4 separate regions of the Mus musculus genome follow, and regions 1, 3 and 4 are each linked to region 2. A link is a contact called in public Hi-C, HiChIP or PLAC-seq and promoter capture Hi-C data. All regions are on one chromosome and are shown on one strand. The core of a region is the stretch at or near the end of the contact, and the rest is flanking DNA. Distances in the headings are between cores, read along the strand shown.

Evidence for each region. Promoter capture Hi-C pulls out the DNA fragments that hold promoters and counts their contacts. A called contact is a pair of places that touch in the nucleus more often than the background predicts. HiChIP or PLAC-seq counts read pairs in DNA pulled down with a chosen protein or histone mark.
Region 1: a contact with region 2 is called in a Hi-C map of cerebral cortex, with 1.7 times the contacts expected there. The contact joins the enhancer-like site here to the promoter of Ntrk3 in region 2. A contact is called at or near these places in 3 of 39 promoter capture datasets (cranial neural crest, embryonic stem cells and hippocampal neurons), 5 of 484 Hi-C or Micro-C datasets (the N1E-115 cell line, cerebral cortex, embryonic stem cells and 1 more) and 3 of 9 other capture datasets (embryonic stem cells, liver and pancreatic islet).
Region 3: a promoter capture Hi-C map of hippocampal neurons shows a contact between it and region 2, with 6 times the contacts expected there. The contact joins the promoter of E430016F16Rik here to the promoter of Ntrk3 in region 2. A contact is called at or near these places in 23 of 39 promoter capture datasets (the 3T3-L1 cell line, 3T3-L1-derived adipocytes, the HPC-7 cell line and 14 more), 1 of 15 datasets of contacts at CTCF or cohesin (CD8 T cells), 4 of 484 Hi-C or Micro-C datasets (cerebral cortex, cortical neurons and uterus), 4 of 115 datasets of contacts at active chromatin or transcription factors (CD8 T cells, double positive thymocytes, memory CD8 T cells and 1 more) and 2 of 9 other capture datasets (embryonic stem cells and liver).
Region 4: an H3K27ac HiChIP or PLAC-seq map of SST interneurons shows a contact between it and region 2, with 3 times the contacts expected there. The contact joins the enhancer-like site here to the promoter of Ntrk3 in region 2. A contact is called at or near these places in 4 of 39 promoter capture datasets (cranial neural crest, embryonic stem cells, hippocampal neurons and 1 more), 1 of 484 Hi-C or Micro-C datasets (the N1E-115 cell line), 4 of 115 datasets of contacts at active chromatin or transcription factors (SST interneurons, embryonic forebrain, embryonic hindbrain and 1 more) and 3 of 9 other capture datasets (adipose tissue, embryonic stem cells and pancreatic islet).

Annotation. Positions count from the first base shown.
Region 1 is chr7:78,394,936-78,400,204 of GRCm38.p6, forward strand. The region is part of intron 11 of Ntrk3 (neurotrophic tyrosine kinase, receptor, type 3); the gene reads right to left. Among named protein-coding and RNA genes, the nearest start is that of Gm39038, 180 kb to the right of the region's middle. Within about 2 kb of position 2,531, at least 2 of the 459 cell types and tissues checked have an H3K27ac peak or open chromatin away from gene starts, as enhancers often do. A contact at or near this core is called in cerebral cortex, where this site is marked.
Region 2 is chr7:78,575,034-78,580,107 of GRCm38.p6, forward strand. Ntrk3 (neurotrophic tyrosine kinase, receptor, type 3) reads right to left here and starts at 2,805. Exons shown (of 17, transcript NM_008746.5): 1 at 2,503-2,805. The coding sequence starts at 2,750.
Region 3 is chr7:78,716,708-78,722,236 of GRCm38.p6, forward strand. It overlaps E430016F16Rik (RIKEN cDNA E430016F16 gene), which reads right to left and starts at 1,513. Exons shown (of 11, transcript NR_015542.2): 1 at 1,373-1,513.
Region 4 is chr7:78,345,577-78,350,805 of GRCm38.p6, forward strand. The region is part of intron 12 of Ntrk3 (neurotrophic tyrosine kinase, receptor, type 3); the gene reads right to left. Among named protein-coding and RNA genes, the nearest start is that of Gm39038, 230 kb to the right of the region's middle. Within about 2 kb of position 2,030, at least 4 of the 459 cell types and tissues checked have an H3K27ac peak or open chromatin away from gene starts, as enhancers often do. A contact at or near this core is called in SST interneurons, where this site is marked.

The DNA of each region.
Region 1 (5,269 bases), core at 1,281-3,780, 180 kb before region 2:
TACTATATACACAGTTTCTCTATTATGGTTTGGGAATGAATGGTCAGGAAAAAGCTGAGAGAGAAGGAGGGAAGGGAAATTATGTTTTAAAATATATTTTCTGCCCATCACTTTTTTAATCGAGAGACACAGAAACTATGACACAGAGAGCTGACTAGGTCTCACACAAAGTGACACAGATATGTATACTCTTGCCTTACAGCTGGAAAGAGCCAAGTGACCTTCAATTCTGTTCCCATCACTGTGTCTCTGATGAAGGAAGTGTTTGGCACTGTCCTATATGACAGCCACTAGATAAACGGTGTAATTAAGCCCCTTGAGATGTGGGTACTGCTACTGAGAGGCTGAATTTTAAGTTTTATTTGATGTTAATTAAGTTAAGTAACCACATATGGCTGCTAGTCCTAGTATTAGGAAATGCACATTGAAACCACAGATGTGTCGCTGTCTTCACTTTCAAAACGATCCCTGTCGTCTAGATGACTCAAGCTATGAAAGATGCAGAGGCAAACTCTTAGTTCAAGCCCTAATCATAGGGGAGAGTAGTAAGTACCATTTCCAGGGTCATCCTTACCAGTACAGGATGGCATCAATGGCTATACATGACCTGGCACCCCTGGGACATGACCAAGGAAAATCTTTGATTTCCTCAATCATCCCATTCAGCCATAAAATTAGAGAAATTAATCTTGATATGATGATTTCCCTGGGGTTAAAGCTTACAAACCCAGGCTGGAAGTAAATGTTCCTCTTAAAAAAATATTTGCAGACAAAATCTCATTAAACCCATGGTGACTTGGAACTCACTGAGTAGTCAAGGCTGGTCTTGAACTCACAGCCCTCCTGCCTTGGCTGCTCAACTGCTATGACTAGAAGTGTGTGTCATCACATCTGTCCAAACAACAAATCCTTTTAAAGAGAGTTGTGTGAACGTAGACAACTCCCTTGGTTCTCAGAACCTGTTCTGTTGTATTTAAAAAGAGCTACCTTTGGTGGTTAATATATGATCCAGGGCATCTCTTCCATCTCCCAACATGTTTCTCAGCTTGGCTCCCCTGCACAATTCCTTTATAATCTGAAAGTTCACATGCCAGGGTCATCTTCTAACTGTCCATGGCTTAGGAAGCATGTCACTCTGCTTTAAACAGCATCCCCTAATACAGTTTCTAGAGTTCATGTCTCAAATCCACAAGCATACAACTCAGTCACCTGCAGCAGTCACCTGCAGCACAAAACTCCAGCTGTCTACACCCCTCACCTCTAAGTCACCAAAGGGTCCCAGCAATGGGTCCGGCCATGCTGGCTTCTTCATGCTCACGCTAAATGAGGCCACCTGAGAGCTTTCACTGCAACCCACGGGATCAACAACTCCATTCACATAATCCTGGCCCCTGTCCAAGTTGACTCCATGGCTAGGATGTCTAAAATCAAATTAATTTTGCCTTCACCAGTATGATTGTCAATAAAAAGTTATTATTCAGTCAGTGGATGTTTTAATTACCCAAATGTCAAGCCCTGTCACTTCCATTAGCAGTATAATGGTCCTAATAGAAAAATGGCCTAGAGGAGCCCCAGGAGACTCTGGAGCCCTGCTCTGTCCCCAAAAAGGAACCTACCAGAGTCACTTCACACTAACCACATTCCACATGCCCTCCTCACTAGCTCCCTAGAGGGAAGTCTGGTATCCTGTGTACCCCCTCCCTGCAATTTCCTCTCTTTATCTGGAATTTTTCATTGATTTCTCAAGAATTATAGGCAATGGTTGAAGATAATGAAATGGAAGTGCTAAGCACTGCCCTTAGGGGTGAGCAAAGCCCCAATCCTGCGGCCTGCCAACTGAAACATTCTGTCTCCTTGGGCCTCATGGTTTTGTAGGTGAGGAATATTCCGAAAGAAGAGTGAGAACCTGAGTTCGGATCTCTAGCACCCACATAAAAAGCCAGGCATGGTCATGAATATCCACACCCTTGGGGAAGAGGGAAGCAGAGAGATTGCCAGCCTAGCCGAAAGGCTCCGTGAATGACCACTCCTCAAAGAACTGAAGAGGATACTGGATGTCCTCTGACCTCTAGGCACATTTGCATGGGCATGTACATCTGCTCATACAAAGTGTGTGAACACACACACCTACACACACACACACACACCATCACACACACACACACACACACACACACACGACTGTATCTCTTTATGTGTGAGTCTCCAAAAAGCACACATGAAATCACTTTCTAAAACCTAGCAAAAAAAAATCACCTAAGATTGGATATTTACTAACAGTTATTTAAGTTCGTGAAGTTGAGTGCATATAAATATTTCTGAAATACCCCCAGTTGCTAAACTTGGCCTTGGCTTTGGCCCAATTTTCCTGTACTTGCCTCTATTCACTGGGCCTCTGCCTTCTAGTTTCTGCTTCTCAGCAATGTCTTGGCTCCACAACAACATTAGATTTGGAGTCACGAACCACACGCTTGGAGCTGCCTCCTGCAATGCCATCTTTCCTCCAAAGCCCTTCCTTCGCCAGCATCCTCCTCCACACCACCCAGCCCTTTGCTTCCCCCACCCTCACCCTCACCATCAAGTTGTCTCCACTCCTACCAAGAGGTGTTTATAAATGGAAACACACATGCATATCAAAACTTTGAGAAAGCTGATGGTGGAGAGAGTTAAGAGTCTCCTCTCAGGAAGGTGGCAGATGCCTGAGTCCTTTGTCTGGCTACATCAGACTGGAAGGTTTCTGACTTGTGTCTCTCAGTGTGCTGATCACAGTAGGGGCACTCAACAACTCATTAATAGTGGTGGGGAGGAGGCAGCAAATGGGAAGACAAAACAACTCTAAAACCTTCTTTTTGCACAAAGAACAAGGCTGGGACCCAGCCCTGTTTCCAGCATGCACTCCCCATAGACCTGGAACCACTCCTCACCTCACAAGATTGTCACTGGTTCAATAAATTTTACTCTTTATAGATCTGCATCCCAAGCACACAACCTTGAGTAACAGTGGCTTCAAGGAGCACACAGGACAGCAGACAGCAATGTGAGTAACACAGACACAGTCTCTTGAAGAATGCTAATGGAAAATGGGGCACCAAGGGCCTCCAGAGCTACATGGATCAAATCATATCCCCATTGGTTTGAGAAAGACAATAAGAACAATACTCCAGCCTGGGGCTAGGCTTCTGAGAATAAATAGGTTCATTTCAGTTGAGCAGAAGCTCCAACCTTCAACACCGTGGCTTGGTCCTCAGCACAGAACATGAGTGTTTTCGTTCTATTGTAGGTTCTAAAGATGATGGCATAGCAACACAGAAATCCTTTGCAGGCAGAGAATTTTCTTCTAGTTAAAAAACCAAAACCAAATATCCTCTCTGGTGGGTCAGAATAGGGACTCTGATGATAAAGCAAGTTTGGGATTATCAAGGTCAGAGAAGGACTTTGCCATCATGGTTATCCCATAGCAAGAAGGTCCTCAGTGTGCAATGGGGCCTTTCTTTCTGCCTCACCTCCACCAGCCACCAGTACCAAAGTAAAGGGAGGATCCCAGGATGCCTCCTGCTGCCAGGAAGTACAGAACTTTGAAAGACACAAACACACCTTCTGTAACTCACAAACCCTGTCTCTAAGTCATTAGCATACTCTAGGCAAACAGACAAAGAGAATCAGCATGAAAGCATGGCTAACTGATGGAGTTGACTGAGGTCAAGACAACTGCAGTGAAGTCTTCAAATGACTTCATGTTGTTTTTAATTAATGATGTAACATAGAGTACATTCATTTATCAAATGTGCCATTTGACCCTAAAGTTGCAGACATATCAATAAAAAAAATGTCTTTTAGAAAATTGGCAAATGATACTCATCAGTGAATTATCAATAACAAATAACCAGGAAGAGCTGGCCACAGTGGCCTGTGCTTATAAATCCCAGCACTCACTAGGCTGGGATAGAACAACGGCCACAGGTCTGAGTCAAGTCTAGGACAAAAGAAAGTCCCAGTATGGGATACACAGTGAGACTTTGTCTCAAAAGGTAGCTGTGGGGGTGTACTGGGGAGATATCTCTATTGGTAAAAATATATTGCAGTATAAACATGGGGACATGAGTTCAAATCTTTAGCACCCACATAAGAAACTGGGCACTGTGGAATGTGGCTGCAATCATATCACTGATGTAGAGGCAAAAGGTTCCCTAGAGATTGCCAGCCACCCCTGCAATCGTTTGAAGACATCTAACATTGATCTCTAGCACACGTGCACATGGGCACGCACACACACGTGGGTGGGGGGGAGAGTATGAGAACCATCTAAATTTCAAGCAGTTGAGTTTGCAAATGGTGAAAGGAAGAGAAAAATTTCCATACCTAGAAATAACCATATTAAGTGGTTATCATGTTCTTTCCAGTGGTTCCTCCCACGTACCCACATGAATGCCTTTATATCAGTACAAAATGGGATCGTATTGAATATACTGACTTGTCTGACTTTTTCTATGTATCAAATGTTGTAAGTATTTCACGTGACATTAAATATTGTTCTTTTGGCATGTTTTAATGGTTTCATGGTGTTTCATTACTTGAATGAATCATGATTTATATAACAGATTCCTTTCTGTCGGGCATTTCAATCACTTCCAATTTTCCATCATTACACTGCACGACCCTGTAAGTGAACTTGTGTGAACATCTCTGATTATTTCCTTAAGGTAGAAGAAAATGTCACAGTGTGGAACTATTGAGTCAAAGAGAATATCCACTTTAAAGTTTTTTGAGAAATACTGTCAAGCAACCATCCAGAGAAGTTGTTTCCCTGTGTTAAGGGGACTAAGAGCCTCAATTTCTCTGCATCAAAAACATTGTTCATTTTTGTTTTTTCCAATTCAATATGGAGAACAGAATCTTGTAACTGATTTGATTATTGTTCCTTTGATCCCTACTTAAGCTGAACAAATTTCCATATGTTTATTAGCCATTTGCCCTTTTTATTTTAATGCTGTGTGTGCCTGCCTTTTGTTTATCTTTGTCATGCTAACTCTTTGAGGAGTTATTAGATCTCCAAGGTAAATTTACATGGAAAAGTTGCTCCAAAAAACCACCTCAGGCAACCTGAGGAACAAACATCACTGACAGAAAGTCCCAGTAGGGTTGACCAAGCCCTGCAGTGACTTGGTCCTTCTAATCCCAGGGCCTAAGGAAGAGAGCAGCTGAGGCCAAATCCCAGAAAGATGGAAGCCAGGCTCCTGACGAGTTCACATCAGCAATGAATGGGAGTGAC
Region 2 (5,074 bases), core at 1,555-4,054:
GGATCCTCTCCTGCCCTGTGCTTCTCTTTCTTTAAGCCCCACCTCTACCAGCAGGCCTTGGGTTGGGGACCTGGGATATATGTTGTATAGCCCATTATTCAGTGCTAAGATCCGATGGAAGGCGGGCTTGGGAAAGGCTACCTTTTCCCTTAATCTTCCATGTCTTAAAGAGTAAGAGAGCAACAAGGGCATGTTCTTCCCTGGATGAACATGAATCCTCTCCCTCCTCGGGACTCCTTGCCTCTGGAGTGGGAGTCTGAGCCCCTTCTTGAGTTTAGTCAATACCAGACGCAGGCATAACAGGACACTGGGGGGAAGATGGGGTGAGGGAGGGTCATCTAACCCCTGACCTCTGACCTTCCCTACCACTTTCTCTTTGATGTCAGATGGGTTTAGGAGAGAGTCCTGATGGCTGCTGAGTCCAGTTCCCACTGAGCGGCTCCCAGTCTCCCTGCTCAGATCGCCACAGGCACTCTCCTGGGATCCTCTAATGCCAGGAGAGGAGCAAGAGGCCAACTGTGTCCCCTCCTCCCACCAATGTCTCCGGGGAACAACTAATCCTACTCCCCCCCCCCCATAGAACCGCTTCCCCAAACCTCATTTTGAGAGGTGTGACACCTCTTCGTGACCATAAAGAGCCTATCTGATTGTGACCAATCCTGCCTCCCTGAGGGTTCCCAGGGACATACACATCCTTAGAGCAGAGAACAAGGCAGACACAGCTCACTGGCTCCCAAACTCTCCAGCCCTTGGCACATCCAATCACCTGAAAATCTCCATGCCCAACTCCAGAGCACAGGCCACTAAGCTCTTTGCAGCCATCCCTACAATCCAGGGGCCAAGCTTCCCTGAAACATATTCCTCCAGACCTTGCTCCTGGACAGACACTGGCCTCCAAGTGGGTAGAGGCTTCTCCTTTGCTCTCTTCTCCCCTCCCCTTACCCCTTTGCTGTCTATCTGGACATCCTTGACCATCCTGGAGGTAGTAAGGAATGAAAGGCAGAGCTAAGATATGGGTCAGGATTGTCTCCAGGAGTCGGGGACATCTTCTGGGGCTGTTCATCTCCCTCAAAGTGTAAGCTGCAAGAACACAAGCTGGTCTCTCTTATACCAAGAGAACTGGTGGGCTTTGGAGAGAGCCTGACTCCAATTCCTTCAGGCTTTGTAGTCCTGAGGCAATGGTTGGAGCAAAGAGGGGAGGGGGTGGACACTGAGAGGGCAGTAGCCACAGCACACTGGGTCCCTTCTTGCTCTAGTCCGTCCCCAAGGCAAAGAGCTACCCTAAACGTCTCCCTCAGAGCCTGGCCACCGTCCTAGTCAGTCCTGGGGCTCCCAAGGGATGAGAGCACGGGGCAAAAACCAATGAGCTGCCCTCCGAGCATCCAAGAGCTATCCACACCCTTCTCCTTCCTGGGGCAGAGAGGTCAGAGGGGTGGTGGTCACCTGGCTGAAGAATGAAGAATGAAAGAAAGGCTATGCAGGCTCCTGGCCCTGACTCTTCCTTTCACTCCTTCACAGGCCTCTGGCCCCATCCCTACCAAAGAAACACAACAAGAAAAGAGCAGGCCACTACACAGGGTCCCACTCAGCCGGGGCAAACCAGCCAAACGCCACGCAGAGTTCAATTTTTGAGAGAAAGGGGGTGGGGGGAAGGAACCGCAGAATTGTGAAAGAAATTTCCTTCCCAAAACCCAGGTCGTCCTCTCTCTCCTGCCTCCAGCAACCTGACTCAGAATTACCCTGGGCAGTTATGGAAGCCCAAGCCAGGAAAGGGTCTGTAGGCGCCCAGATGCAGATGAGGGTGGGAAAGGGGGGGATGTCTCGGAAATGCCCAAAATGGGGTTGGAGAAGGCGGCGGGAGGTGGGGGGGAGGAAAAGCAAAGAGGTAGGCGTCCATGACGGCCAGAACACGTCCGAAGTCTCCTCGGGAGAAGCCAGCTTCCAACTTGTTTACTTATTGGCATGTTTTGCTCTCTCCAAAGGGAAACAGTTTTTTTTTTAAAAAATCCCGATTGGTTCTCAAGCAGTCCCTATCTGTCACCTTCCCTCCAAGGCTAGGCTAAGCTTTGCCTCTGCCGCCGCTATCTGCCACCGCCTGTCAGGGAAACGAGACGCCTCTACTTTATTCCACTTGAGCGTGGCCAAACTGTTGCTATTTAGTGGGGGGCATAGAACCCAATTCGCACCCTCGAAACGAGCAGGCAGAGGGTGGGGGCGGGGACAGGAGCTGGGCCCGGGTGCACTCCGCCCGGAAGGGTCCTCTCCAGGGAGAGGTACCCACCAGCATCATCAAATCACGCCTGGCTAGGGCTGGAGTCACCTGAAACACGCAGCCCTACAGCATCTCCCGAGCCAGGGCGAGCCTGATGCGCACCCGGCGGGCTGCGAACAGAGGCGAGCTGGGGAGCGCAGGGCCAGTTCCCGGGCCGCGGGCGGGCAAGACGGAGACGCGAAGCTGGGGCGGGGGTGGGGGGCGGGCTGGGTAGCGGCCGCCTGACTTACATGGAAGTGATATTCCTTGAGATGTCCGTAATGTTGATGCTGGCGTTCCCATTGCTGTTCCCTGAATCCTGCCCTTCCAGGAGAGGGAAGAGGTTCCCATCGTCCGGCCGCCGGCAATTGATCTCAGTCTTGCTGCAGACACAATTTGCAGGGCAAGCCAGCACGGAGCCCACATAGTCCAGCCAGACGCTTCCCAGCAAGAAAATCCGCCAGAAACTACACTTGGCTGGGCAAAGAGAGACATCCATCTCCGATCGCTGCTTCTAAAAAAGAGGAGGAGGAGGAGAGGAGAGGGGGGTGGGGTGGGGGGAGTGGGGAGAGCAGGGGGGGAAGGAAACAAAGACAGCGAGGGAGGGGGGAAGGGGGAGGGGGGCCTCTGCCTTTGAAACGCCGAACGATCAGATGCAAAATCCTTCAGCGTCGGAAACCATCGCGGCCGCCGCCGCCACCGGGTGGGAGCCGCGGGGAGCGCCTAGTGGCGCGGTCTGCCGGGCATGGTGGCCGGCTCGGCGCTCGCCGGCTTGCGGGGTCCAGAAGCTCTGGAAACGAGGCGCGCTCTCCGACTCCGAGACTTTGCAGGGTTGTAACAACAGACGGTGGGAAGGCAAAAATAATAATAAAAAAAGAAAAAAAGATGGTGCTAAAGTCACCAAGTCCCACCTCCTAGGCAGAATTAAAACGGACACACCTGCAAAACACACTCGCACACACTCACATACACACGCGCGGAGCTGGAGGAAGGAGGAGAAGGAAGATGCAGTCAGAGCTGCAGCAGTCGCGGCGAATGGCTCGCTACGCGCCTGCAGAAATGTACAAGTGCTCCGAGCCTTACGAAACGCACGGGTTATCGGAGCGTCTTCCTCGGTTCCCTCCCTCCCTCCTCCCCTCCCTCCTCGCGGCCTCCTCCCCCCCCCCCGCCCCCCGCCCGGGCTGGGAGAGGCAGGAGAGCGGAATCTCCCCCTCCCTCCCCTCCCCACACCCCTCTCTCTCCCCGCCCGTCCTCTCCCTCCTGCTTCCCCACCCACCCACCCACTCGCCGGCTCTCGGCTCTCGCCGGTACCGCCACCCGCAGCCGCGCCGCTGCCCGCCCGCTCCACGCCCGCGCCCGCTCGCTGCAGCCGAGGGGAAAACGAGACGGAAAGGAAAAGTTGCAGTTGGGATTCCGAGGGTCGGCGTTGGGGAGGGAGAGTTGGCAAGCTGACTGAGCAACACGAAAGGCGTTCTCCCTTCCACTTTTTGGCCCTCGTGCTGCCCGGTTTTGCTGCAATCTCCTCCGCAGGAGGAAGCGAAATGAGCGTGGCCCAGGTGACCCGGGATGCTCCCCAGCCTGAGTGAGGGTCTCGGGCTCACGGACAGTGACGGGAATCAGGAGCGCACAGGAACCCGAGCGAGGCAGCCAGGGACGCCGGCCGCAGACGTGCAGACCTAGATCTGAATGACACTCATTTGGGTAATCAAGAGTCCCGGGAGCTGGGCTCAGCTTGGGAGGGGACTGCGTGGCATGGCACACTGAGTGCCCCTGAGCCTATTGCTCCTTCTTGGCGGTGCGTTATGGGTTCCGCCTTGGACAAACAGGGACCAGAGAAGGAGAGAAAGAGGGAAGGAGCGCCTGCAGGACTGCGCTGGAGAACCGAGGTGGCCCAGGGCGAGCGATTCATGCGAAAGAAGCGGCCAGGAAATTGAGATGCGAAGGGCATTTTTTGGCAAGCACCACGCCAGCACCGTCGGAGGCCAGCTTCTTGGGCTCAGCCCTCGGGTGCGCCGAGCTGGCAGCCTGGTGAGGGGGTGGGCGGACTGCTCTCTCCGGATGATTTGGGGGGCACAGAACCTCCTCTTTCCCTCCCCCACAAACACCCCTTCCTGGTAGGGGCTCAAAACAGGTGCAGCCTTCGAGGCAAGTTTAGACCTGATGGGGAGAGAAGTATAGCCCCCGCTTTTTGCCTTGATAGGATTGTTTTAAAAATAAAATGCAAATGTAAATATGCCAAATGCGAGCTATTTCCTGAGAAAGCCTGAGATTTTGCTGTGGGAAAGGAGAAGAAAGGGTTAGGGGAATCCGAGCAGGCAGACACACTACAGCATTCACACGCAGAAGAAAGCAGCGCTCTCCTCCCCGAGCTTGGGTGAGGGCAGGCAAGGAAGCAAAATACATTGAATTCAACAGCATCCAGGATCTGAAAGGATTCTCCCCCGCCCCCCTGTGGATTCCAATGCAGGTCATGCAACTTGCAGGCAAGATGGGGGGAAGGGGTATTGCGGTGCCACCAGCCTGCCCCTAGTGCCACCGACAGACAGACCCGATGGCTTGCAGTAACACTTTTTGCTGGGAGTAAACTTGGGTGAAAGGAGGAAAAGAAAAGAGCATGCCTATAAAAGGCATTTTCCCCGACTTCTCATTACACTCTGCCTTCCTTTTGCCCCAGTGAGACTTTTACACCCTGTCGCCATGATGGCCTTGTCCCCAGAATGGCATTTTGCCCTCCCGCCAGCAGGAGGGGACAGAGTGGAGACAGCCTTAGACTCTCAAACCAGAACCTACTGGCTTCAGGCCAGTCCCTGATGTCCTTGTCCA
Region 3 (5,529 bases), core at 263-2,762, 140 kb after region 2:
CTGCACTAGTGCTTTTCAGCAGGGAACATTTCACTTGTCGGAAGATGTTTGACATTATGGATTGTCATAGCTGGGGAGGAAGGAGTACTGCTGTCATCCATCAGACCAAGACCAGGAATCCTGCTAAATATCCCACAGTACACAGGGTGAGCCCTATGACACAGAATTAGCTGGCTAAGATACCAATGGGATTGAGGTTGGCAAACTATGTCCCTGAATCACCAAAGACTGAATTGTTTAGCGTCTGAGCTCTTCCAGGGTCTCGGGTTGAGGTAGGGCCAGGAAGCTCAGGCCAGCAATCTCCTAAGCGCTGTGTGGAACTCTGGCACACATGGCTGTTCTGTTACGGGTTTGTAAAATGGGAGAGCAGGCAGGGCAACTTTAGGAGGGAAGAGATTCACCAAAATCAAGATGTCTTTTTGGAGAAGACTTCTGTGCTACATCTGGTATTCTACTGGCCAGTCATCTCTGTCTCACTGTGTCTAAATACCTGAGGCACTCAATGTACAAGAGTGTTTCAATGCATGCATGCATTCTGAGGTTTCAGTCCACAGTGGCTCAGTTCACTTGCTTCAGGCCTGTGGCACAGAAATCATCAGGGCAGAGGAGGCTGCTCACCGGTGGCAGCCAGTAAGCAGAGATGAAAAGAAAGGGACTGAGATACCAATCACACTTTCATGGGCAGAACCCTATGAACCTGATGCCTTTCTACAGAGCTCCACACTAAAGACTCTACTAGCTCCAAACACTGCCACAAAGCCTTCAACAAGCCTTCGGGGTATATCTAAGGTCTAAACCATAATTGTAGTGATCAATCTTAGATGCCAATGTCAAATGCTTCCCTAGGTGTTTCCAGGAAAATTTGATAGGTGTAGTTAATTCTACAATAAGCTAGTTTTGAGTAAAGGATACCTGGGTTGACTGGACTCAGTGGCTCCAAAGGCCCTAACAGTAGAGTGGAAGTCTCCCCACAAAGGTGGGTGGAAGGGTCCCACTCACAGACAGCATCGCCCTTGATGCAGGCAGAGAGGTGCAGCCTGCCCTTGGGACGTCAACCTTTCCCTGCCAGCCCGCACCACCACAAAGCCAGTTCCCAGCATCTCTTTATAGTGATCATCTCTGTCTGCTTGGCTGGTTAACCCTGCTTACCACAAGTAACTCACAATCTCCAAGGGGAGAATAAAGCTTTATGACAATTCCCAAAGTGATTTGTCCAGCAAAGCCTTGAATTTGAAGAGCATCCTGTGGGATCATACTCCAGATGTCTTTTTCTGACAAGCAGTAACACAAGGAAACTAGGCAGTTTGGCCAGTTCTTTGGCCCGGCTTCTATGGATGGTATCGGGTTCTCACTATGGACAGAGGATCCTTACCACTACATGCCATCTGCCGGTTGCCCTTCTCCACTACACAGGAGGTGGTCCTCTTGCATCCATCCTTGAGGCACATCCAACACCATGACTGAGATTTCTTAGGTCTAGACCTTTGCTCTCAGTAAGCAGAGCTGATAAGCCTCAGCCCCTGAATACGCAGCAGTCAAAACGGCATGGTTTATGCAGAGCACCTGGCACACAGTGGGTGTTCAACTCCTGTGCCAAGACCCTCCCCTCTGATGACAAGCTGTGCTAAAACAGGCCTCCTACTATATAAGGAATAAGCAGGGTTTTTAAACCACTCAATATGGGCAACAGTTGCCAAATGATGCTACGGAGCTCTCCTAGGCCCGAGGCCCGCCCTAAATTTAACAGGCCTGTGTTTACAAACCCAAATCCATGCATCTCTGAGGCTCCCACACATATCCCAGCTGTCCGCCTGAAAAATTCCGCGTGGAGAGTCTCTGGCAGAGTCTCCACCAGCTGGTAACTCTCAGAGTGTTCCTGACACTTGGTCTGAGCCTTAGGCACACTATTCACAGGCGAAACCCAGGAGCTCCTCCTTCTACCTGAAGACTGGTAGGACTCTGAGCTGGTGGATTGCAACCAGGATTCTGAGGCTAAGCCACACACGGAAGATTCTAGGAGCTAAGACAAGCCTCTCTGCAGAGCCTGGCTTTTCTCTCTCTATCCTTTACTCATTCTCTGTATGTACTAGGCTGACACACATGCACAACATCACACCTTCCTACAATTCAGCTATCCTGAAACTGTCCAATAGCACTGAACACAGCCCAGAACCCAGAAAGACACAGAAGTCTCTAGATTGGACACAGAACATAGACTGATTCTCTGAACCACGTGCAGCGCCGTAAGCCTTCCCTCGGACCTTATTTCCCTTTCCTATGGGCTATTTCTCCAACTGAGAGACACCTAAATCACCAGACAGCTTGGTAAATACAGATTGCTTGTTCTACCCTTCCCACCCCACTCCAGTGATTCTGATTAGGCAAGTCTGGAACAGGACCGGAGGAATGGGCATCTCTAAGGAGTTCCCAGGTGAAGCTGATGTCACCAGATCAGGGGCTGCTCTCAGGTTAGGGGGTGGCTGCTTTACAGATTGGATGAGTCAAGCCCACTGACTCTAAGTAATCCTGAATCAGAATGGAATCTCCCTCTGTGTGTGTGTGTGTGTGTGTGTGTGTGTGTGTGTGTGTGTGCGCACTGGGGGCGGGGAAGATGCCGATAGTGGTGAGTCTCAAGAAAGAGAAAGCCAGGCTGACAGCTGCAGGAAGTGACAGTTGACAGCCTGAGAGCACAGAAAGAGACAGCAAACTATAAAAAGCAGACTTAAGAACTCAAAAAGCAAAACGGACCGAAGCCATCTCTGTGGGATACAGTTACTATATTCTCCAGATCCAACCTCAGGAAGAACTCTCTCCAAGCCCCGTGTGACCCTGGGAGTCACAGTGAAGACCCTATCATGTGAAGGAAGCTATACTTAGGCTGCTTCCAGGGCAGGGAAATGTAAAAATTAATGTTCTAAAAATTGACATCTAATTCATCGGCAGTAAAGATCATCGGGGGTTTAATGGGTTATAAACTTGGCACTATGAAAAACTTTTCACCATGAACTAACCCATTTGCTCAGTTTTCTAGGCTCCTACCGTGTGTGCACCTGCACATATGTATATCCTGCACCCATATACAGATAAATATCTGATGTAGAAACATTCTGTGGGGTGTTGAGAGACATCATGAGTTATAGAGACCATGCTTAGCACACACCAGGTCCTGGGTTCCAGTGCCACCATCAAATTACTCCACTAATGAATGTAAGCAGTACAATTCCCCACTCCCCATACCATAGCCCCTTCATCATTTCTTCCTTGACCGTCTAGACAAGGCTGGGTCCCATCTGGAGCTCCCATTTGCATACCTAATTGTTCTAACTCTGTATTTCTCACCACACTGCAATGTAATACATTCAATAGCCTCTTTCTGAGCTTTTCCGTTCCTAGTAGGGCAGAGTGTAGCAGGTGCTTAGTGAATGGGTGTTGTTTGAAGGCATATCCTTAACCTTGCCGTATCTAAGTACACACACACACACTCACACGCACTCATTTATAAAGAAAATGTAGGTCAAGGAGTTTGAGTATATGCCTCGAGGCAGCCCCAATTTCTGAAAGCAGGCTTAACTGTGCTTATTTCTGCTAGCAAGGGAGCGTGGAGGTCCTCCGCAGAGAGTGCTGTCTCTCACACTTCCTGATTTTAATCAGAACTACATATTCTGGGTGAGGTGGCAAGAAGAAAGAGGCTGTAAACTCAATTAGATCACTCCTGAGTCCCCATCCCATGACTGTTCTAAGGAGCCAACTACTATCCCTCCACCTTTCTTTACACCCTCCTCCAAATACACATCCAATCCCAATTCCCTCTCTCTATACTAAATATCCTGAGAGAGTCCCCATTCATGGGATAGGGCCCTGTGTTCTCTGACCAGCAGACAGACATAGGGGAAAATCATGTTTCCCATCATCCATAGCATACCTGCCTGTAAATAAAGTACACTAAGAGAAATTAGCTCAAGCTTCTTTAGCTCTGTGGAGCTCACTCCCATGGGCTAGTGGAAGAAGAAAGGAAGGCAGAGAGGACAGGATCTCACTGACAAAACTGACCACATGAATGAAGGAGGTTTCAAATACATGGGAAGGCTACCAGACACCTTCCTCAGACTGAGAGCCTCATCGTCCTTCCCTGAGCTTCATGGCAGCTGGAGCACACTCCATTAAGAACTCAGAGTTTACTAAGTGTGTGAAGAGCTTTGGAAGTTTCTTTCAAGGGAAAATCCAATGAACTACAATATTCTACTATCTATCTGTCTGTCTGTCTGTCTGTCTGTCTGTCTGCCTGCCTGTCTGTCTATCTATCTACCTACCTACCTATCATCTATCTATCATCTATCTGTTTATCTATCATCTATGTGTCTATATTTTGCTCTATCTCTGCTCCCTTCCCTCCCTCCATCCCTCCTACTCTCATCTTTCTCTCACAAAGGGTCTCATTAAGTATCCTGGCTGTCCTTCAACTCACAATCCTCCCCCCGCCCCAGTCTCTGAAGTACAGGATCTAACTTTGTAGTGCAGTAGTCTTCCCTGTTTGTCACTGGTGTTCCACAGGCATGGTTCTCAGGAGCGACTTTCCCTCACAGAAGTCAGGATACACTAGAATCTCTCTGACTTTCAATGACAGAGACAAAAAGAAAAAAAAAAAAAACCACTCATCCATGGTTTATGTCTGCCATGGGTTACCAAAGGCTCTGCTTCAAGGACTAGGGCAGAGGAGCACCTCAACCAAAAACACGAGCCTCTGTCAGGGAGGGAAAGTGTATGTGACAAGTATGTGCTACCTGAAGCCAGTCCTTCAGCCATGCCTAGGTTCCAAAGGATGGGATGCCACATCCTCCCCTAAGGAAGAAAACCAAGGAGAAGGACACAGAAAGTGAGTGGGACGTGATGCCGGCAACCGGGCTCCTATCACACAGTCAACCATCACTTAATGACAGGAAGTGGTTCTGAGAAGTGTGTCACTTGGCAGTTTCGTTGTCGTTGGAACAAAGCAGTATACTTAAGAGGAATCTTTTTTAGTCAGCCTTTTTATGCGATCAAGATTCACAGTAAACACAGAATGAATGAGGCTGCTGCTGGTGTTAATTGTTTTAGAGTAAACTATTTTTAAGTAGGTGGAGGACATCCTGATGGTAAAACATACTGCAATGGGCACATGAACCAATAGGAGAGCTGTGCATCGTTATCAATTTTTATGCACTTGGCATGGGTCCATGTTATGTTTTTATAAGACTGGAGACATAATAAGCCATTCACCATCACCACAGGTCCACCCCGTGGCGCTAAGATGGCTACAACATCAATAAGTGATAGGGATCCTTCGGCTCCATCCTACTTCTCTTACGTAATTGTGTTCTGTAACCACCACTGTATGTGGCCCATACATACAGACTAAAATGCCACATTGCCTCTCATGACTGTTCATTTATATTTCATCACCTACACCATCCATGCCACCATCATTGACAGTACCATGAGTCTCCACCACCACCACACTCACCAGCCTCAGCACAACCACACGGACGGCCT
Region 4 (5,229 bases), core at 780-3,279, 230 kb before region 2:
TAAGTCCAAGCAACCATCTTCAGCTCAATTGTAAAGCCCATCTTTGGATTACTGTCTGATGTCTGTGTGTCTCAACTAGTTTGGAATTATCGCCCTTTAAAATTCCAAATCAGTGGCTGAGGAGATGGTTCAGACAGGAAAATGCCAGCTGCATATGTACGAGGATCCAAGTCTGGATCATCGGCACCACATAAAAATGCTAGGCACCGTCCGTCACACCCATCTGGAACCCTAGAGTAGAGTTGGGGTTGGTAGGCATAGAACCAGATGGATCTCCACTCACTTGTGTTCATCCAATTGAGCTAATGTTGGGTTCAGTGAGAGACCTTGAACCCAACAATGAAGGAGGATAAAGAAAGATGCTCAGTGTCCATCTCTGACCTTCTCTACACACAAACAAAGGTAACTAGTATCAATATCATCATCATCATCATCAACATCATCATCCCTATATAGATTCTGTATCTGAATTTGGTCAAGGAGAAAAATAAACTCATATCTGAGAAACTCTGAGCTGTAAAACAGTCTCACAAGAGAAGTTAATCTTCCCACTCCCTAAAGACAAGGCAAAGACCATAATGTACCAAGAAGACATGTAATCCTGCTGCATCTAGGCGTCTGGAAAGGAAACAAAGTACCCACTTCATAGCCTGCTCACTTACCTCTGTTGGATATGGCTCCCCCATGAGCTCCTATTGCACCATGAAATGACACCCCTCCAGGATAGCTGGAGACCTTGTCATTCCTCACCTTCAACCATGAAGTACATCCTTATCCCCCAAGTACATTTTCTTTATCCAATTACTGTGTATTTACAGTGAGCATAATTATACCTCATTACTTAATTAGCATGACTGCATGCAGTTTCTAACTTTAAGTATGTGATTATGGCCGTGAAGTACAGAACAGACGAGGTCATAGCTATCAACAGAAAGGCAGGTTGCCTTGACCCAAGGAGATGAACATGAGTAGGTCTCTTTGTGCCAGGTGGCTAAACCTTTGAAGTGCATCTTCAGGTATGTTTAGGGTTTTTAAATCATTTGGAGTGAGTATGGTTATTTAATTTCATGTCCCTATGTATGTGTGTGGGTGTGTGGGTGTGGCGGGGTGTTGGGGTGTTATCAAAAATAGTGTAGTTGAGCGGTACCATACCCAGGGGATACAGATGTTTGTGTCTAGAAATGGTTATTCTCCAGGGTCGAGAGCCTCAAGACAAGTGTGTGGCTTCTATTTGCACCTCAGCCTAATTAATAGGACTTAATTCCCTTGACTCCTAAGATGGCCCATCCTGACCATCATCTCCAGATCTTCAAAATAGTAAGGAGGCTGGATATACTGAACCCAGCATTACAGAACTCCCAGAGATCTGCTAAACATCCCAATTAAACCTGAAAATGGGATGAAAGAGAAACCAGAGAGGAGCAATCTTAGCTTACATTCATTTTAAATGGTCCATGAATAACGGTCTGGAAACCTGGGCCTGGGAATGCCCAACCACTGGCAAAGTCTAAGAGTTAAATGTCACTGATGCTTTCATCAAGATCCAGCCCCTGGTTCCCCTAGGGGTGCTTGTCAAAATTAACCAGCATAAGAAAGAAAGAGCATATCGGAATCCCACACCTCCACATCTGTCTCATCACTCTCATGCCACATCTTGCTGGTGTCGTCCTACCCCTCACCAGGCAGTACCCCCCCATATGGTAACCTTCGTTTCTCAGTTGCATACTTCAGGGAGCCCAGATCAGCCCTGTAACCAGAGCCACTCCTTGCCGTTTGTAAGGCCAGTCTGACAATCTGCTGAAGGAAAAGCTAGAAAGGTACACTCTGCCTCTGCAGCAGTAGCTGCTCTCATGGCCTCCGATATCGGCTCTAGGAGGGGCCTGCCCTTCCCAGACAAAGAAACCCATTTTCCATATTTCATGTGCAAGTCCGTGATGCTGAGCTAAGTGGCTGGGGAATAAACAGCCATCATTACCCTGAGCTAAGCGATGTTTGTTAGTACAGAGGTTGACAGAAATCTATATCATGCAGATGCACTATTAATACTGCATTGCACACACAGGCTCCACGCTTCCCTCTGCAGCTGGGAAACCAGCCCTGGCAGTTTCTCTTCCAGAAAAGGCAAGATCCATGACTAATAAGCGTAGAGCCAAAGGAGGAGACAAGCCACTTACTCAACCCCGTAAAGGCCACAGACTTGAGTCTCCTTGGCTCTATTTCCTGGTGTAGAAAGTTCAAAGGTGAGAGTGGGAGAGTGCATAGTGACATTGTCTTGGGGAAATGAGGAAGGCCTAAACCTTCAAACAGATATATTGTGACTGAAGAGATATAAAGGATAAGATTTGCACTCTAGCCCCAGCTCCTACACTTAATATGAGACCAGTAGATGTCTGTAAACTGAGTAGGTGAACAAAAACGAAAAGGACTTTGCAGAAAACCAACAGATAAAGGAATTTTGGCAATCTCATGGGAGGGAGGGGCTGTGAAGATGTCAGGTAGAGCTTCCATGTCCTCTGTAATGGAAGGAAGGAATGAACATGAGGTTGGCCAGCCAGGAGGGACTCAGGGTTGAATGCATGACTGCCCTTAAAAATGGAGACTCAGAAGGAAAGTTAGAACTGGGGAGTCAGCTTGAAAGCATTACATGGCAAAAATGAAGATATTGGCAAAAATGGCAGAAAAAGGCAAAGAAGAAAAGAAAGTGGTGACAGTATGTGCCTTTCATCTAAGGAGTCAGGAGACAGAGGCAGGTGGATCTCTAAGTGTGAGGCCAGCACGGTCTACAGAGAGAGTTTCAGAACAGCCAGGGCTACACAGAGAAGCCCTGTCTCAAAAACAATAAAACAAGATTTAAAAAAAAAAAGGAGCTCTCTTGTTTGTCTCTCTTGCCCCCTTGCTTCCCCTCTCACCACATGGTCATGGCCAGCCTCCACTTCTCTACTCTCTCCTTCTTTCTGCCTTCCTCTGCCTCTGCTACCCTCTTAACTCCCCTCTCCATGCCCTAAATCAACTATTCTATAAAAAAAATAAAAGGAGTAGATACATAAAAGGGAAGGGCTAATCAGAAGCTTGAATCTGGCCCACAAGAAAGGACTCAACAAACTCTGTTGACATTCACTGCAAGCTTGGACACACTGTAAGCCAAGGGGCCAGATCTGACATGAGCACACCAACTGGCCTTTGACCATGGCAAGATGAAAGTGGTGTGCATTAGTCTGTATAAACATCCACAAGAACTATGCTAGCATCTACTGCTGGGACACTTCAGAGTAAAAGACACTTCAGAAAGCAGGCAAAGAATCTGAGACAGAGATGATTAGCAGAGGCAAGTGTGATGGGAACCAGAAGCTACCTGCCTCAGTGCCTCTGCTTTGTAAGACAGTTTGACAGTATCTTAGAAGGCTACATATTCTTAGCATATGACCCAGGGTTACTCCTAATTATTTACACAAATAAAGACAAAACTTATATCCACCCATAAACCTGCATCTGAATGTTTATATGGCTTTATTTTTCCAAACGGGAAACCACAAACAATGAAACTGTTAATTACCCACTTCAAAAAATTTATCCTGAAGCCTTAACTCCTGGTACCTTAGAATGTAAATTCATTTGGAAGTATGGAAAATGCAGATATAATTATTTTAAGTGATAAAACTGGGGTAGAGTGGGACCCTAGTTTAATATGCTTGCCAAAAGCCATATGAAGATAGATGGAGTGGCTCACCTGTGAATTTGAGGAACAGCCATGATGCTGGCTATCCCATCAGACACAGAGGCTCAGAAGGATCTATAAGGGTTTGAGAAAAAGCGATACCCTCCCAGAATCTAGATTTCAGACTGTGACAACATATTCATGTTGTGTGAAGCTGATTTGTCTGGAGTGCTGTGCTATGAAGCTCTAACAAACCAATACAATGCCCTTCAGTAGGTGAGTGAGTGATAACAGTGTAGCACATTGAGAAGTTGGAAAGTTACATGATAATGAAGAATAATAAGCTATCAGGCTATGGATAGATGTGGCAGAACTTTAGGGGCATACTGCTAAGTGAATGAAGCCAAGCTGGAAGGTTAGTTTCACTGTAACTCCAACTATATGGCAAGTAGAAAAGACATACCACAAACAATGAGAACAGTAAATAGATCAGTACTTGCTAGGGGGTTGAGATATGAAACAGGACTTTTAGATCAGAACATAGAACTGCCACACACCAAGAGACCATCCTGCTGAAAACTGTGGACTTTAGCTAACAGTAATCTCTCAATATTACCATAATGCTATCACTTAACAAAACTGAACCACACTCATGCCAGATTTCAATGATACTGCAGCAAACTGTTGTAGGGAGAGGGAATAAATAGGAACATGTGGGAACTCCACTTTTTGCTCCGTTTTAAACCTAAACCTATTCTAAGAAGAAAACAATGCCAAGAGTATCTAATGCCAAGAGTAGCTACTATCTCACCTGAAGACATGGTCCCTTAGCATCTTGAATCTGTAATCAAAGAGGTTATAAGTGTCAGACAAAGATTGACCCAGTCTTGTGACTAAGAATTTTCGTGAACCTTGAACATACTACATAGAAACTGTCCTCACTCCTAAACAGGGTATCTCCCTACAGTTAGGAGGTATGGCAGATTTTAGGATCCCTAGAATGCTAGTTAACTGGTTTGATGAATAAAGACAGATGTTGGGTCCCATGGTTCTTGTTTGTTCTTTTAATTATCCCAGGCTCAGTTTTGAGAGCTGTGTGATCTAGAGCAAGTCAGCAAAGCTGATAGAGCTTCAGTTGCTTTATCTGTAAAATGGGGTAGCAGGCTCTTCCTTGGAAAGCCAGTTACTGATAACTTAAGATAAAACACAACAAACATCAGCTAGGTACTTGGTCCAGATGCTGAGGCTGCAGATCAGCAACCTTGCTAAAGAGCCTAGGTCATAAGGCATCCATATCTACCAACTTTCCCTGACCATAACAAACCCCTAAAATCCTCATTTTATAAAAAGACAACATCTAGATTGGCTCATTGTGCAAAAGGTCCTGGTCAGGGATAAGTTGGACTTATTGATTTTAGAGTTCTGGAAGGGTGTGGGGTGACAACAATAAAGAGCATGTGATGGAGCCAAAATGGCTCACTACATGTTGAGGGAGGAAAATAAAGTGAGAGAAGACTATCACTAAGTACCTTCTGAGTGCATATCCCCAGTATCCTAGAACTTTCACCAAATTC